Linked DNA regions of Zea mays: region 2 is linked to region 1. Evidence: chromatin contacts called from public Hi-C data. All regions are on one chromosome and are shown on one strand. The core of a region is the stretch at or near the end of the contact, and the rest is flanking DNA. Distances in the headings are between cores, read along the strand shown. Region 1 holds the start of LOC100281623. Region 2 holds the start of LOC100283683.

Region 1 (7,395 bases), core at 693-3,192:
CAGTCTTCACCATGATAGGTTGAGGAATGGCTCTGAATGAAAGCCTTCATTGAATCAAACCCTTGGTGAATGCCTAATCATGGGACCACACCCTAAGGCCTTCACCGATCTCGTTGAAGGCTTGCTCAGAGATGACAAATCCCACACCCTAAGGGCCTTTGCCAAAGGCTTGCTAGGAGATGACAAGACAGACATGTCGTGGGCCTTCACCGATCTCGTCGAAGGCTTGACGAAGATGATAAGATTGTCGCACTAAGGGCCTTTATCGATCTTGTCAGAGACCACCATGTTGAGGACATCCGGTAGAGACAATGAACATTCAGAAGAGCCATGTCTTATGAGACTAAATGAAGGCTTAATGGCCTTTCACCTTGGCTTAATAAAGGTCCACGATCAAAGGTGGTTGGCGTGTAAAAGGCCCTTGATATCCTTGAGATGCTAAATCTTGTAAACTTGGATATTAAAGAATATGTCCTGATAGGTAAGAGCAAAGAAAATATGCACAAAATTGTAATTGTGTTGTATAAAAAGAATGTTGATCAATAGTAAAGAACGATGATTCTAGCTCAAAACATTATACATTGTTGCCTTGATAATTATGCTCCTCTCTTCGCTCAGTTTGTACCCATTCACCAACAACAACATTAGGTTTTAGAGGCAGGGAAATATGATAAATGAAGGTCAATTAATCCATACAATCCAAAGAAAAAATGTTTAATTGAATGGGGATCCAAAGGCTTTGCCGACTCCAATTGAGCATGTGTCCATATTATGGCTTTGCTTTGGTGTGGAAGACATTTGAAATTCAAATCCTCATTCTAGATTAGCTCTTGCATACGGTCATGGATGCGTAAAATACACAACAAAAGCACTCTATTCACTAATCCAGTAGGTTGCACATGCATTTGCGCAAAAGCACGACCTCGCTCGAAGTCGTGCATATCCGTGGGTTCTCCCCTTTGAGCATCCTTTTGTTCATATAACCATCAAGTTCTCTTTCCTCTCTTCCCACATCACTGCTCCTCCTCTTTCGCTTCCTTCCCCCAGCTCACTGTGTCGCCTGCGATCTGGAGGGCCATTTCGCTTCGCCTAGAAGCCACTGCTATCTCTCTACAGGATTGCTTCCTCCTTGAAGTCGCGGATCGGCCATCCTCGCACCACCTCTCCCTCCTCGTCACTGCTTGCTCCTACACGTTGTCGCTCCCTCGCTCGAGTACCGCTTCCCTTCCACGGCACTGCTTCCTCCTCAAGTGCTAGGTCCCTCCTCGCCGACACCCCTTTGTCCTCCACTGCATTCCCTCCGCACTCCACTTGTCGCTCCCTCGTCCAACCAACTGCTCCCCTCTCCATACTGCTTGCCCCTTCGAGCCAACGTTATCGTATGCATCACCACTCCCAACTTCTCGACGAAGATCCCTTGTCACACCGCTTTCCTTATTACCTCCACACCGAAATGGAATCCGCGGTAACCAAACGGGGCCTTAAAATACACAGTAGATCCAGAGTGAAGTTTAAAATATAGGATGAGGTAGAGAATACGATAAGAGATCTCTGCTGAGATGAACTACTCTATCTTCCGGTCACGAATTTGCTGGCGGAGACGTTCCTCTATTGATCACTCGCGTCACCTCGTGCACCCAACGACCGGGGTAACGTCAGGTCAGACCAGTGACTCACTCGTCAGTGGGGGCCACCCAAACACCCCTCCATCATTCTCCCAATCAGCCATGGCGACGCGCCGCCAACCGCATCTGTAATTTTGGAACCGCCGCCTGCGCGGGCCCCACCAACCCCGCACCGACGCCGACGCGGGTCCTCGCCGTCCGATCCGCGAGCGCCCCGAGACCGACGGCCGCGATGCGGGTGCGCCCGCCCCGGTGGTCGCGCGGCGTGCCGCTATTAATAGCGACGCCTGCCTCCGGCGACCCAAGGTGGCACTGCAAGCGCAAAGCAGCTTCCTTTCGCCTGCTGGACTAGTCGAGCGGCGAGCGAGGAGGCGGAGGATGGGCCGCGGCCGGGGCGTGAGCTACGGGGGCGGGCAGAGCTCGCTGAGCTACCTCTTCGGCGGCGGCGGCGGCGACGAGGCCGCCGCGGCGCCCGCCAAGCCGGCTGCGGCGGCGCCTGCGCCTGCGCCGGTGCCGGCGGCAGCAGACGGCGAGAAGCTCAAGGGGATCCCGGCCGGCGTCCGCGGCAACCAGAGCCAGACCAACAACTACTTCCGGGCGCAGGGGCAGAACTGCGGCAACTTCCTCACGGTAAGCCAGCCAGACAGCCAGTCGCCGGCCACCTATTCTTCCTCTTCCCCTTTTGTCTCTGCGCTCCTGACATCGTTGCCTTCCTCTGCCACGGCGTGGCCCACAGGACCGCCCGTCGACCAAGGTGCACGCCGCGCCGGGCGGCGGCTCGTCGCTCGGCTACCTCTTCGGCGGCGGACCTCCCGGGAGCAAGTGATGTGATGGGCACCTTCTCCGCCCAGACTTTTCGGAGCACCGCCTGCTTGGGAAGCTTGATTTTTACTAAGTCCATCGTGACCTGCTGGATGTGAAGTTAATTTCCATGAAGAAATGTATGTTCATGTGTACCTCTGTAATCTAGAAATGTTTATGTGTATCTCTGCAATTTCGTTGGGGTCGGTCGTCTCATCAGTGCCTGTATGTGTGTGTGTCATCAACTGACTTTGTCCTGCATGTTGTTCATCAGAAGTTGAGAACATGTGTTAAGTTGTTCACATGCTAATAATGGTCCAGATTCTGTTTACGCTTGAAATTCAGCACGTGTGTCCACTACAAATTCAGGTTTACGCTTGAATACTAGGTGCAGAACATCTCATTTGACCATCTCAGGTTCCAAAATTTCTCATATCCTGCGCCTACTCTCTTGTGAAATAAGATGCCACACCACCTCTGTAAGCAGAATTCTGTGGCCTAAACCACCTCACTACTGCAGAGTCCAAGTTTAGCACAACTTGACCTCGAGATTTAGGGCCTGTTTGACATGATTCTAGAGCAAAACTTCAAGAAGAAGCTGGTCAGGGCATATCAAACACTCTAACTCTAGAGTTGTAAACTCTATGGAGTCTCTTTTACTGCTCCGAAAACTCCAAAAGAACCTAGTCATGGAGTTTTGAGTTATTTACCCGTGACTGCCACCGATTATGAGATACAGTCTAAGTTCTAGAACAGAGCTACTCCACCCAGAGTTTTAGAGTAGAGCTGCTCTGAGGTGGAGCATAGCAATGCCAAACACGCCCTTAATTTTGCTTGATAAAAACACTTCATGCCGGGATCAAAACGATCTTTTTGGTTCAGAGAAGTATGGAGTAACTGGACTGAATTTGCTTACAAGTCTTCAACACCACATGGATAGGATAGGAGGAACCGTGGAAGCAGCCAAAAAAATGAGTCCCCTGAACCTCAAAAAATGGGGTCCCCTGAGTCTCAAGAGTGGCATTAAGTGTAATAAATAACTCTTCATATGTGTCCATGAGTCACAATTAGCGACACCACAGAAGCAAATGTTGGCATGATAAACACCACTACTATGACAGCATTTCAGTCTCTGAAGCCAAATAGTTGTCATTGCAAGAACTTCCAGAACCACGGGACTCCATATGATTATTATATGAGCCTAGGTCTTTAATTTACAGGCTTCCGATGAATCTATCACCGGACAACCAATGCACCTCTAAGCCTCGACAAGGCAGAGGCAGAGGCGCAGACAGGCAGAGGGGGGGCAACCTTCCCCTGCCGACTATTTGTAACAAATCGGAAAAGAATGTTTATGTGCACCGTTCCAGCATTTGGAGAGCACTCGTATGGCCAAGAGGGACCCACACTACCAGTCCAATATTTACAGGGCGTATTTACAGAGAACTTGCTGGGCTAGACCATCTGTATTTTCAGAATGTCATATGAGAAGGTTTGTTAATCCATGGGCCATGGTGTAGAGTCCAGCCAGAGGATTATGTTGTCTCGTCAAACTCCATCTTCTGCATTGAATTACAAAGTGGGAGGTCAATTTATGTGTCCATCAGAGAAAATAACATTTCATGAAGAAGGAGATCACAATTGCCATCAGCTGTTATGCATTTATATATTAGAGACTATTAATTCTTGATGAAACTTGAGACAACACAGGCCCAGCTTACAAGTGACAAGAATCAGACACAACAATCAGTGAGCATCAAACTATTACTAATACTTCTTTAGTTTTTAATTGGGACTCAAAATAAAATTATACGCAAGCAAATCCTTAATGCAGACAGTCCAGGTTACTTCTGCTGTATTTCAGCCTACTTCTATAACGCAGGCAGTACAGATTTCTTGTGAATTATTTCAGTTCAGCCTACTTTTACATAATTCCAATTTGGCCGGGACTGAAAGACCGCCCTCCTGGTATTATATTAAAAAGAGACTGAAACATATGGTCCCAGCCAAGAAAATCCTCAAACCTGACCCCCCCCCCACACACACACCACCACTAGTGTGCCGTCACCGCCCACTCTGCAACGGCCCAACCGGAGGGTGGTGCGCAGGACGTAACCGCTGGAGCGGGCGGGACACAACGATGGGATTTTTTTAACCAGGGCCCGAAATTCGCTCCCAAGGAGGATCGAACCTAGGACCTGGAGGTGATTTAACCATTACGCTAGAGGCTCTTTCACACTTCTACATAATTCCAATAACACAACATTCAAACTAAAGTTTTATCACTTGTTTTATATAGCATGCATGCAAACAAGTTGGAATGCAGATATGGGCGACGACTTCAGTTCCTGTAAGTAAATTCAGATTACTGGCTTCATCGTAGAACAGGTGACATAAATTTTGTGTCGGGCTTCACATATGTGTGACAGCAATAATAAATTATAAGGGTAAGCAAAGAGATAAACAAATTACCTTTCCACAGACAGGGCATGCCTCACTTCTTTCCATCCACTCATAAATACAGCCAAGGTGGAAATGGTGTGAGCACTGCATTACTATCCTAGGATTCTCAGAATCATAATCTGCAATTTAGTTACATTAATATATAACAATAGTGAGAATGTGATTATAAAGTATCAACAGAAAAAATGTAATGCTCATAGTTTTGAACACCTTTCGTTCAATTCGCATGTACCAAAGTCTTATGTAATGGAAATTTTACTGTAGCGTTTTGAAAAATATCAGAGCATCTTTCCAATACACTTAAGAGAAAAAAATGATTATTGCGATAATACCTTCAAGACAAGTTGGACAGACATCTTCATCTTCAGCAGATGGGGAAAAATAGCTGAAGTAATTTCCATGTTCCCTTGGTGGCACCTTATCACCATAAGTAGAGCTGCAGATTTTCATTTTTGTGTTGTAGTTTGTTTTACTTGCCTTCTGTATTATACTTGGTGTTTCCATTTCTTCATCATCCTCATTTGCTCTAAGTGGTTCCGATTCCTCTGGGGAATGGCTTGGGTTCTCACTCCTTAACCAGTCACGAGCAGGAGGGGAAAATCGTGGATCATCATAGGGCAGAGGTCTTGGGGGCGAACGATATGTATCGAAGGAGCTTTCAGTTGAATCAACAGGAGTGGCTTCAATAGCGGGGGAAACAGAATGCACTGCTCCAGCTCGGAACAAAACAGTATACTAAAAACAAAAGAGAAGATTAATATGCAACCATTTCCATCTGTATTGTCTCAAATTAAATCAGCTATTAATTCATAACCACAGTTTATATCAGTATATAATTAAATGGAACGTTTTCTCTTTGTATGAGTTCCCAACGTTGTTATCAGCCAGCCAAACAGACCTACATCCTTGACAAAAGGAGTTGTTACTAGACATCAATGCAATTTTATTTTAAAAAAAAAGAGTACCCAACAGTATGTAGCGGGATATGACAACTAATTTTGGCCTAGTCCTAAAACAACAAGTACAATGTTACCAATGAGAACAGTAGCTACATACACTGTTAAGTATACGCTCATGAATAACTTTCAATAATTTTTGCGTACCTGATCAAAATCGCATTGCATCGTTTCATTTCGAATTATTTACACAAGACAACATCGCATATTTAAGTTTAACAAAAACAGTTAATAAAGTTCGCTGCTTGCAATGTGCAGTGATGGCAAACCTTGTTCCAATGCTAAATTGAATTAAGAGAGTGCCTGCTATATTTTCTTACCCCAACTCGCGTGCTCACCAGTCACCACTAGCTAGAAAAAAAAATCCAATCAATAAAGAATCAAGCATCCATGATAAGGAGAACATACCGCATTGATCAGCTGCTGGGTAAAGCATCTGAGGCACATGCAGTTCCTAAACGCTGAAGAAGTTTGGTTTCCATGGTGGTCCGAATAATCAGGTTGCAGACATGAACAGAAAGCTCCCATAATCCAAGAGACCTCAGAAAGGCGTTCCTTGAACCAGAACTGTATAGTCAGCAAGCCTGACAAGATAGCAAATGCCCAAAGAATGTGAACTGATGCAGATGCTGTGCAATACAAGCAAGCACCCCCCTCTCCAAAATCCCAAATGGGTTCAATGCAGATGGAGGTCGAAGTCGAGATTGAAGCAACTGCTCCGTCTGATCGTCGATACCTATCAATGGCAGGCAGCAAAATCAGGTAATTCCAGAGAAGGCGTTGTTGGACAGACACACACGTCCACAGAGAAAAGAAATCTGAAATTGACAACAAAGTTTCCTCTTCCTGCAATCTGGGACTTGGACGCAAAGCTTTGGGCCCCGGCAGCACCGCGCACCAAAATACCATCCCCGTAGTCCCCATCCAACCCAACAGCATTCGGGACCGAACAATCAGGTCGGCGGCACCCAAATCGATTCTAGTGTCTATTGAATCGAACTACTCAATCGTATATCACGGAAAACCATGAACAGCGAAGGTTCGACGGACCAGCCATCACGCAACGCAGCTGGCCCCGGAAACAAGAATACAAGATCAAAATCGCACCTTTTGCCGACTACCTTGCGTCCACCCACACAGCCGGAGTCCGCCCCGCCGGCCGCGAATCGGGAAGCGCCGAGCGAAGGCGAGATCCTGGGGGGAGACGAAGGGAAGGAGGAACGAGGAAAGGGGCGACGGTGGATTCACCTGCAAGGAATAGAAGGAGGGGGGCGACGGGTTTACGGAAACCTCCAGAGCCGCAGGGAAGGAGAATATCTGCGGCGTTGACCGGTCGGCTAAGGAAAGGAAGATCCCAGCGTGTCGGGCCGGCAGATCGGGGCGGGGGGGCTGCCTCGCTGGATACGGCGCGGCGGCAGGCGCTGCTCCTCCTTGCGATTTCTCCTTGTTTGTTGTGTGTTTCTAGCTAAGTGGACCGTGGACGGGAGAGAAGGCAAGAGCAGCCGAGCAGAGCAGCGGAGGCTTATCGGGTTTCCTTGGCGAGAGGCCCG
Region 2 (7,265 bases), core at 3,384-5,883, 370 kb after region 1:
GACGCCACCCGAAAATAATACCAGAGACGAGTAAACCAGTATGACACGTCTTCCGAGCCAATCTAATAGCGCGCCAGAGAATATTGTTATCACAATAGCCCCAAATGTTGAGGCTGCTAATGTTATACCTTCAATAGAAGGTCCATTCAACAATTCAAATTCTTTTTCCATATGATGATTAGCTTCTGTCAGATGATAAAAAATCATGGTTAGCATGGTTGTAAGATAGTTGAGATCTCTAATGGAGGTAATTAATGTATAATGACAATCAATAGAGCACAAAATTAAAAAATACCTGATAATGCTGCAAAATCCCATCCAAGCAATGCATACCCAATAGAAACAACAGCTGTTGAAAACACTGTTGACTTCATCTCATCAAGTACTATAGCCCTTTTGCAAACAATTATAAAACCTAGAAAATATGAAACCTGTGAGAAAAAACTTGCTTAAAATAGAATCCAGTCAAGTTAATTTTTTTAAGGCAACCAGTTGAACTTCTCATCTCAAAGTTAGACAAACAGTTGCCTGTCTACAAACCCATCAGTCACTACACCAGTTATGTTACAACATATGAACCCTCGTTTGTTTTAAAATTAGCAGGTTATATAGCTATGTCATAAACTTACGTGTGGTAATTGTGTCATTTGTTATAAGAAACTTTAGATACTTCTCCAGTGTGTTCAGTTTTACATCTCAAAAATAGTTATAACCTTTGATTCCATCTATAGTGACAGCACATTTGATTGATACTAGAAAAGGCACTCTGAAAGGCAGCATACATGATTAAATGCACAACAAGCAGAATATATCAGGACTCTTCAAAATGTGTGTAAAAATATCCTGCTTTGACAGTTCAGTTACCAGTAGACCACATTAAGGACTTGTTCGGTTATTTCCATCCCATAGGGATTGGAGGGAATTGGAAAAAATTAAGAATTTTTTTGACTTGCTAGGGATTTAAACTCACTCAATCCCCTTCAATCCACATGGATTGAGATTAAAACGGACATGCCCTAAGGTGGAACCAGATGCAAATGAATAAACAATAAAAGAGATATATGACAAGAATGTGTTCAGGGAGCATTTGAGTGAAGTTTTTTACTGTGTTATAGATTACTCCAACTCTGAATGACTCCATCGGAGAATCCTCCTCTCACATTTGTCAATTGTAAAATCCTTCTCACACCTCAACTGCCACTATCCTGTCATTCCTGTGGCTCACACCCAGCGGATCCAACTCCTCTAACTTGCCACCATTACGTCACTGTCATCTCAATTTACAGTCTATCATGCTCGCTGATGCTTGCCAGTATCATGCAGCACCATACCATTTCCCACACCAGGTTTGTCCCATTTTCCGAGAGAATCTGATATTTGCCATTATAATGAAACAGGTTCGCAAAATTGCCAGCAGACCCACGTTTCAGACTCAGATGGACTTACAATTCATAGACACAGTGGCAAATATAACAATGAGGCAACGTTTTGAGTGGTAAAATACCAATTATTTCCCCCTTTTCCCCATTCTCAATCTATAGTCAGAGAATCTGCCCTGGTGAAACCAAACCCAAATATATAAGATACTCATGCAAGTTCACAAAACCCAAGTGCACACACAAACATGAATACACCAATCACCCTACACCTACATCATCATGCTGATCACCTCTAAAAGTCCCCACCAATTCCAAGCCACTACTGCCAAGTGCAACTGCAAAGTTTCCATGTTTACATTAGTTCTCTTGACTGACGGGTCCACGGAATTTAAAGAAAAATATGTTAAATTATCAGGAATACACGGCTCAGATACATGAGTTTTCTCCGTCTACTGTTGTCTAAACATATTATTATACAGCTGCTTGACAATTTAAACCCTAGAAATGAGGCAATCACGAGCATTTAGAAGCATGACTGATCCATTGCAGCTCTTTGTTTTTCTGTTTGTTTATCCCATTTGCAATATTTAGCTAACAAAGGGCAAAGTCACAACAGCTAAAATGGCCCCAACAATCAGTAAAAAATTGCTGATCCAACCAACCCTGCAGAGCATGCAACGCAAGATGTGTATTGAAGGATATGCATGGAGGGTATGCCATAAAAAAATCAAAGACAGCATGCACAGTACGGTACAGACATTAGGAGAAGTAATACTTTTTGGGTGTAAAACACAATACTTGTCAAAACATATTTGGAATGGGATCAACTTTGTCTATTTGTGAAAGTATCAAGTATGGAACACCTGTCAGAAGTCAAAACAAGATAAAAATAACCCCAGTGGAGAAGTGGAAAGATATGGCCTTCTAATAATAGGGGTTCGATTAAAAACACTCAGCAAATTAAGTAGCATTTGTAATTATCACGAGCAATGGTGAACCAACGAAAATCAATGTAGTCAGCTGTATTTCAAATATCAACCATCAGCATTGTCCACAAGAAATGCTCTTAATTATCTCCCATCTCTCTAAGAGAATATGTGTTTGATCTTTACGGAAATCGACTCAACTATATGACCCCACATTCAGACAGAATTTACAAACAAATGTAAAATCAAATATCCCGCCAAAAAAGTAGAAATAGAACTACTGGGGTACAGAAACATTTGAGAAACCCAATCCAAGTCATACAACGAATGTCGGCTGATTGGCCCATCTCACATCAAATACAGTTCTTCGTTTTTAACCTCGATCACCTGGCCTGAGGAATCACAAGTGGTTTCGCCATTTTCTTCCATCAAATGTCAGCCGAAGCACATGGCGCGGCATACAGAAATCCACAAGCGTGCAGTACAGGTAGGCATAGTGTGCACTGTGAACTGATTGTAGATGGGCACGTGCTGCTATAATTCCCGATTGCAAACACAAGGTTCATCCAGAAGCACGAACGGCCAACTAGTTTTACCAATATGGGCAGGGAGCCCCAAAAGCCAATCCATATCACGATACGCTGGGCTTCTTCCACTTCCTTATCTATATACTGTAGTACCATATCAGGATCTTACCAATCCCGTCCAGTATGACTATGATCTACAGCCACGCCCACCAAAATAGTGTCGGAAATACCCGTCGGCACAGACTATCACAAGCAGGCGTGGACAGGCAAGGATTCATCTCCGCCCGTGCTCCGACGCCGCAACAGCCACGGGAGATCAAGCGTTTCCTCAATCGACACTCCAAAATGAGTAAATGACGCGAGACAGGGGGGAATAACAGGGAGAAATCATCACCTGTGAGCGTGCGAGTTCACGGGAGGGAACCAGCTGGTGCGGGGGCGGACGGAGGAGAGGCGGGGCGGGTTTGGTCGCCGCCGGCAGCTTAGATGCGGAGGATACGCGACGGCGTCAGCGACAAGCGGCAGCGGCAGCAGGGACTAGGGAGACTGGAGACGATGATGATTAGTTGCACAGATTAGCAGAGATGGAGACACGGAGAGAGCGAGGGGAGAAGAGAAAACTGGGGTAGGGGGTAGATTTGCTGGACTGCGGCCCTGCCGTCCGTTGGTGGATCAACGGCGCTGAGTTCACCTACATGCGTTGGATCGGTGGCAGCTGGCTAGGAGTTGATCGAATGGGATTAAATAGGATTACATTACTTCTTTATTTAAAATTGAATGAATGGAAGAGGATTTAATCTCCGCTCAGGGCTAGCTTGGAAACTCTATTTTCGTAATAGCTTGTTTGGATATCGATATTAGAGTATAAAATTGGGAATTAGCTTTCCTAAATTCTATTATTTGATTACACACAAAATTGAGATTTGGAATTAGAGACTTAGTTCTCTGGAATTGGACTATAACTAGAAACTCCAGCTCTCAATACATAGTCTCACCCCTGCGTATTTGCGTGGAATTAAACGACACAATTCTAAACTCCAATTCATCAACATCCAAATTGTAATTACATCTCTTCAATACCATGGTTGATTGGTATTAAACACAATTCAATTCCATGTTCTCTAATATCGACATCCAAATGCATAATACCTCGTTTTGATGTAGATATTGGAACACAAAATTAGAAATTGGAATTAGCTTTCTAGAATTCTACTGTTTTGTTGCACATGGAATTGAGATTTTAAAACCAAAGACTCAATTCCTTAGAATTAGACTACAACTAGAAACTCTATATCGCAATATAAAACATCACCCCTTTGTATTGCGTGTAATTGGACCACATGATTTCAAACTCCAATTAAGTGACATTCAAACAATATAATTAGAATTACATTCCATTTCAATATTATGGCTGATTTGGTATTGAATCCAATCAAATTCTATGTAACATTCAAACGGAGCATAAAAGGATTTTATTTTCTCAATAAAAAATAAACTATTTTTTGGAAAAATATCAAGAGAAAATAAACTACTTTCCATTAAAAAATGGTCCATGTTTACCAAACACCGGTATCTCGGTCATCTGGCTCAAGTGCTGCGCCCACAGGAACGCACACTTTGCACTCTACCCCTCGAGTTTCTCCACAACCGCAACGAGCATCCACTCACCCATTGACACAACACACTCCGGGGACAGGGCACGGTTGGAGATCACGACAACATAAGGGTCCGAAACGAAAATCCCGCACGCCCGTGGAAATATCCACCCGCGGCCCGGGTCACCCCGCAAGGCCGCAACGCCTCCGCTTTCATTCTTCTCTTCCCCTCGGCTTCGAGGGTTATTTTTATTTCTTTCTTTCCTTTTTTCGTTTTTATTTTCTTTTTATTTTCTTTTTTCTTCCTTTTCTCGTTCCCCCGTTGGGGTTTTGAGCTCCGACGAACCCTAATAATCGCCGGGGACCGGCGGCCGATCGCCCGCCGGCATGCACCATCAGCAGCGGATGAAGCAGGCGGCGGCGGCCGCGGCCGCGGCGCAGCAGCAGCAGCTGATGCAGCAGGCACTGCTCCTGCAGCAGCAGCAGCAGTCGCAGGCGCAGCCGCCCTTGTTCCCCGGGCACCACCCGCACCCCGGCCTCCTCGCCGCACCACAGGTGGGGCAATTCTCTGTGATTCCTCTTTCTCGTCTCTCCGGTGACGGGTGACGGGTGACGGGCGTGGCTTTTGTGGAATCTACGATTGATGGGGTTACGATTTGGGGGTTTTCCGCGCTTAAGGCAGCCGGCGGGGTTCGGGAGCTTCGAATCGGGTTTGTGGATTTCCATCCGCAAGGGCTGTTTGGGGTTCCGAGGTTGCGGGTTTCCGCTGGAATTTTGGGATTTAGTAGCAGTGTTCTGCGGTCGGTTATGTCAATCGCATCGCCATTTGTCGCGATTCTCTGGGATCCTCGTTGTGGATGCGGCCATTTGTCACGATTCTGGGATCGTCGATGCGGGTCGTGCGTGTCAGAAAACAATTTAAATTTCTGCTTCGTTGGTAATTTTAAGATAATTTTGTATCACTATGTGCATGGGCCGAGTATTGTGATGCCCGAATCTTTTTGGTTTCACTTTTAGTTTATTGTTCTCCCCCAAAAAGATAATATGTATGTTCAGTGGTGCACACTTTCCCAGTTTTGGAGGTTTTGCTTTAGTATGGTCCGGATATTCATTATTTGGACTATGGCAGTGGTGTTTGAGGAGTCAGGATTGTCAGTTCCTTTTTCTTAGCAAAGGAGCCACTTTGAACTTTTGCAAACTGCAACATCGTCGGGCTACAAACTGAATGCGTGATTTCGGTAGAGCTTTATGGGATGCAGAAAGGGATTCCATTGCAAAACACATTGGGCGTTTCAATGTTAACAGTTTTGGTGCAAATTGTCCTAAGGTGAAAGTGGGTTCCTGGCAAGGCTGGGTAGGTTAGAAATCTGCCCCCCTATGTTTTATATACTTCTGCTCTATCAATCAATCATATCATAAAGAAGTGTACTTGTACGGTGAATTTGTGTTTCCTGTATCAGGGGTGCAAATGGTACGTATATTTTCTGAACATAGAATATGTTTAGAGGAGTTCAGATCCGTTCGTATTTGAGTCTGGATGTTTAACATCCGATACCGCATCCATATCAGAACAAATAAATCACATATTTATGATGTCGATATCCATTCGTATCCTATCCGACATAGCTAGTTGATACTATCCATATTCGAATCCGAATAGAAATCTGGAAACAAATGTAATATTAGTGATATCTGTTTGTGTCCGATCCATGTGCACCCTTATCTTTATGATTTCACTGGGTTATTTGTGGGTATAGTTTCACTTATTTGTTTGCCTGGCTCCAGTTTTCTTCATTTAAGACAAATGCGAACTGCGTTATGAAATCATAGATGTTATCTCTGTTCTTCATAGAACCTTTTGCTTACACTTGTATGTCTTTGCAGATAGAGCCCATAGTCAGTGGAAACCTGCCTCCTGGGTTTGATTCAAGTACATGCCGCAGCGTGTAAGTGTTGGAAGTTGTTCTTTCTCTGATCTTATACCCTAGGGACTGCTATAGTTCTAAATTCTTCTTTTAAGAACATCTACATAAAATATGGCTTTTCTGACCCCTTAATTTCTAAATGGTCGAAATGAAACAAGGCCTTTATGCAGAATGTTCTGTGTTCAATGTTATAGATCATATTGCCCCTGCATGCTGTAATTCTGCAAAATAATGTTGACTACCTTTTCTACATTTATCTTTTTTGTGCTCATCGATCACATTCTCAATAGGTATGTTGGCAATATCCATCTTCAAGTGACGGACACAGTACTGCAGGAAGTCTTCCAAAGCATTGGTCCAGTAGAAGGGTGCAAGCTCATCAGAAAAGAAAAGGTGGATCTTTCTTTATTTTAATTAAAAAATGACTATAGATAGCTTGTAACAGATAAATCCATACCCCACCTGTCCCCAACACCCACTCGCCCACTCACCTGTAAAATTGTGGCTGCCTTTTCAGATTGCTCTTCACATCTGATTTTTGGCTTTGCTTTCCCCGTATGTCTCAAGTCTAGTTACCATGAAAATACAGAGTTACAGACCATGTAACATGCTTTGCAGATTTTCATTTTCTTTGGCTCTTGTTTTGACGAATTAAATCCTTGATTATTTCTTTCAACACTTTTTGATAAGTTTTCTTTTATCTGATGCTTAATTGTATATTAGCTGTATTAAAACCACTGAGATACATAAAATATTTATTGTAGTCACTTGAAAATAATTATGAGTAGTACTAGAATGCTTCCTTATGGTGTATTTTTTGTTACTCAACTTATTTTGGCTGAGCAAACAAAATGAGTATAAGACAAGATTAGCGGGGAGAAGGGGGGATTGGGTTGATTATTGATACTCCTTT

Evidence for each region. Hi-C and Micro-C count contacts between places; a contact is called where the count stands out from the background.
Region 2: a contact with region 1 is called in a Hi-C map of leaf mesophyll, with 2.8 times the contacts expected there. The contact joins the promoter of LOC100283683 here to the promoter of LOC100281623 in region 1. A contact is called at or near these places in 5 of 25 Hi-C or Micro-C datasets (ear, endosperm, leaf and 2 more).

Annotation. Positions count from the first base shown.
Region 1 is chr4:5,892,806-5,900,200 of Zm-B73-REFERENCE-NAM-5.0, forward strand. LOC100281623 reads left to right here and starts at 1,943. Exons shown (of 2, transcript NM_001154542.2): 1 at 1,943-2,255; 2 at 2,362-2,702. The coding sequence starts at 2,004. The coding sequence ends at 2,451. LOC100273572 reads right to left here. Exons shown (of 4, transcript NM_001147990.1): 1 at 6,254-7,395; 2 at 5,222-5,624; 3 at 4,899-5,008; 4 at 3,553-3,988. The coding sequence starts at 6,784. The coding sequence ends at 3,962.
Region 2 is chr4:6,261,395-6,268,659 of Zm-B73-REFERENCE-NAM-5.0, forward strand. LOC100283683 reads left to right here and starts at 4,634. Exons shown (of 12, transcript NM_001156584.2): 1 at 4,634-4,982; 2 at 6,312-6,373; 3 at 6,643-6,745. The coding sequence starts at 4,815. It overlaps LOC100272411 (Monosaccharide-sensing protein 2), which reads right to left and starts at 3,404. Exons shown (of 6, transcript NM_001352924.1): 1 at 3,227-3,404; 2 at 296-415; 3 at 1-185. The coding sequence starts at 374.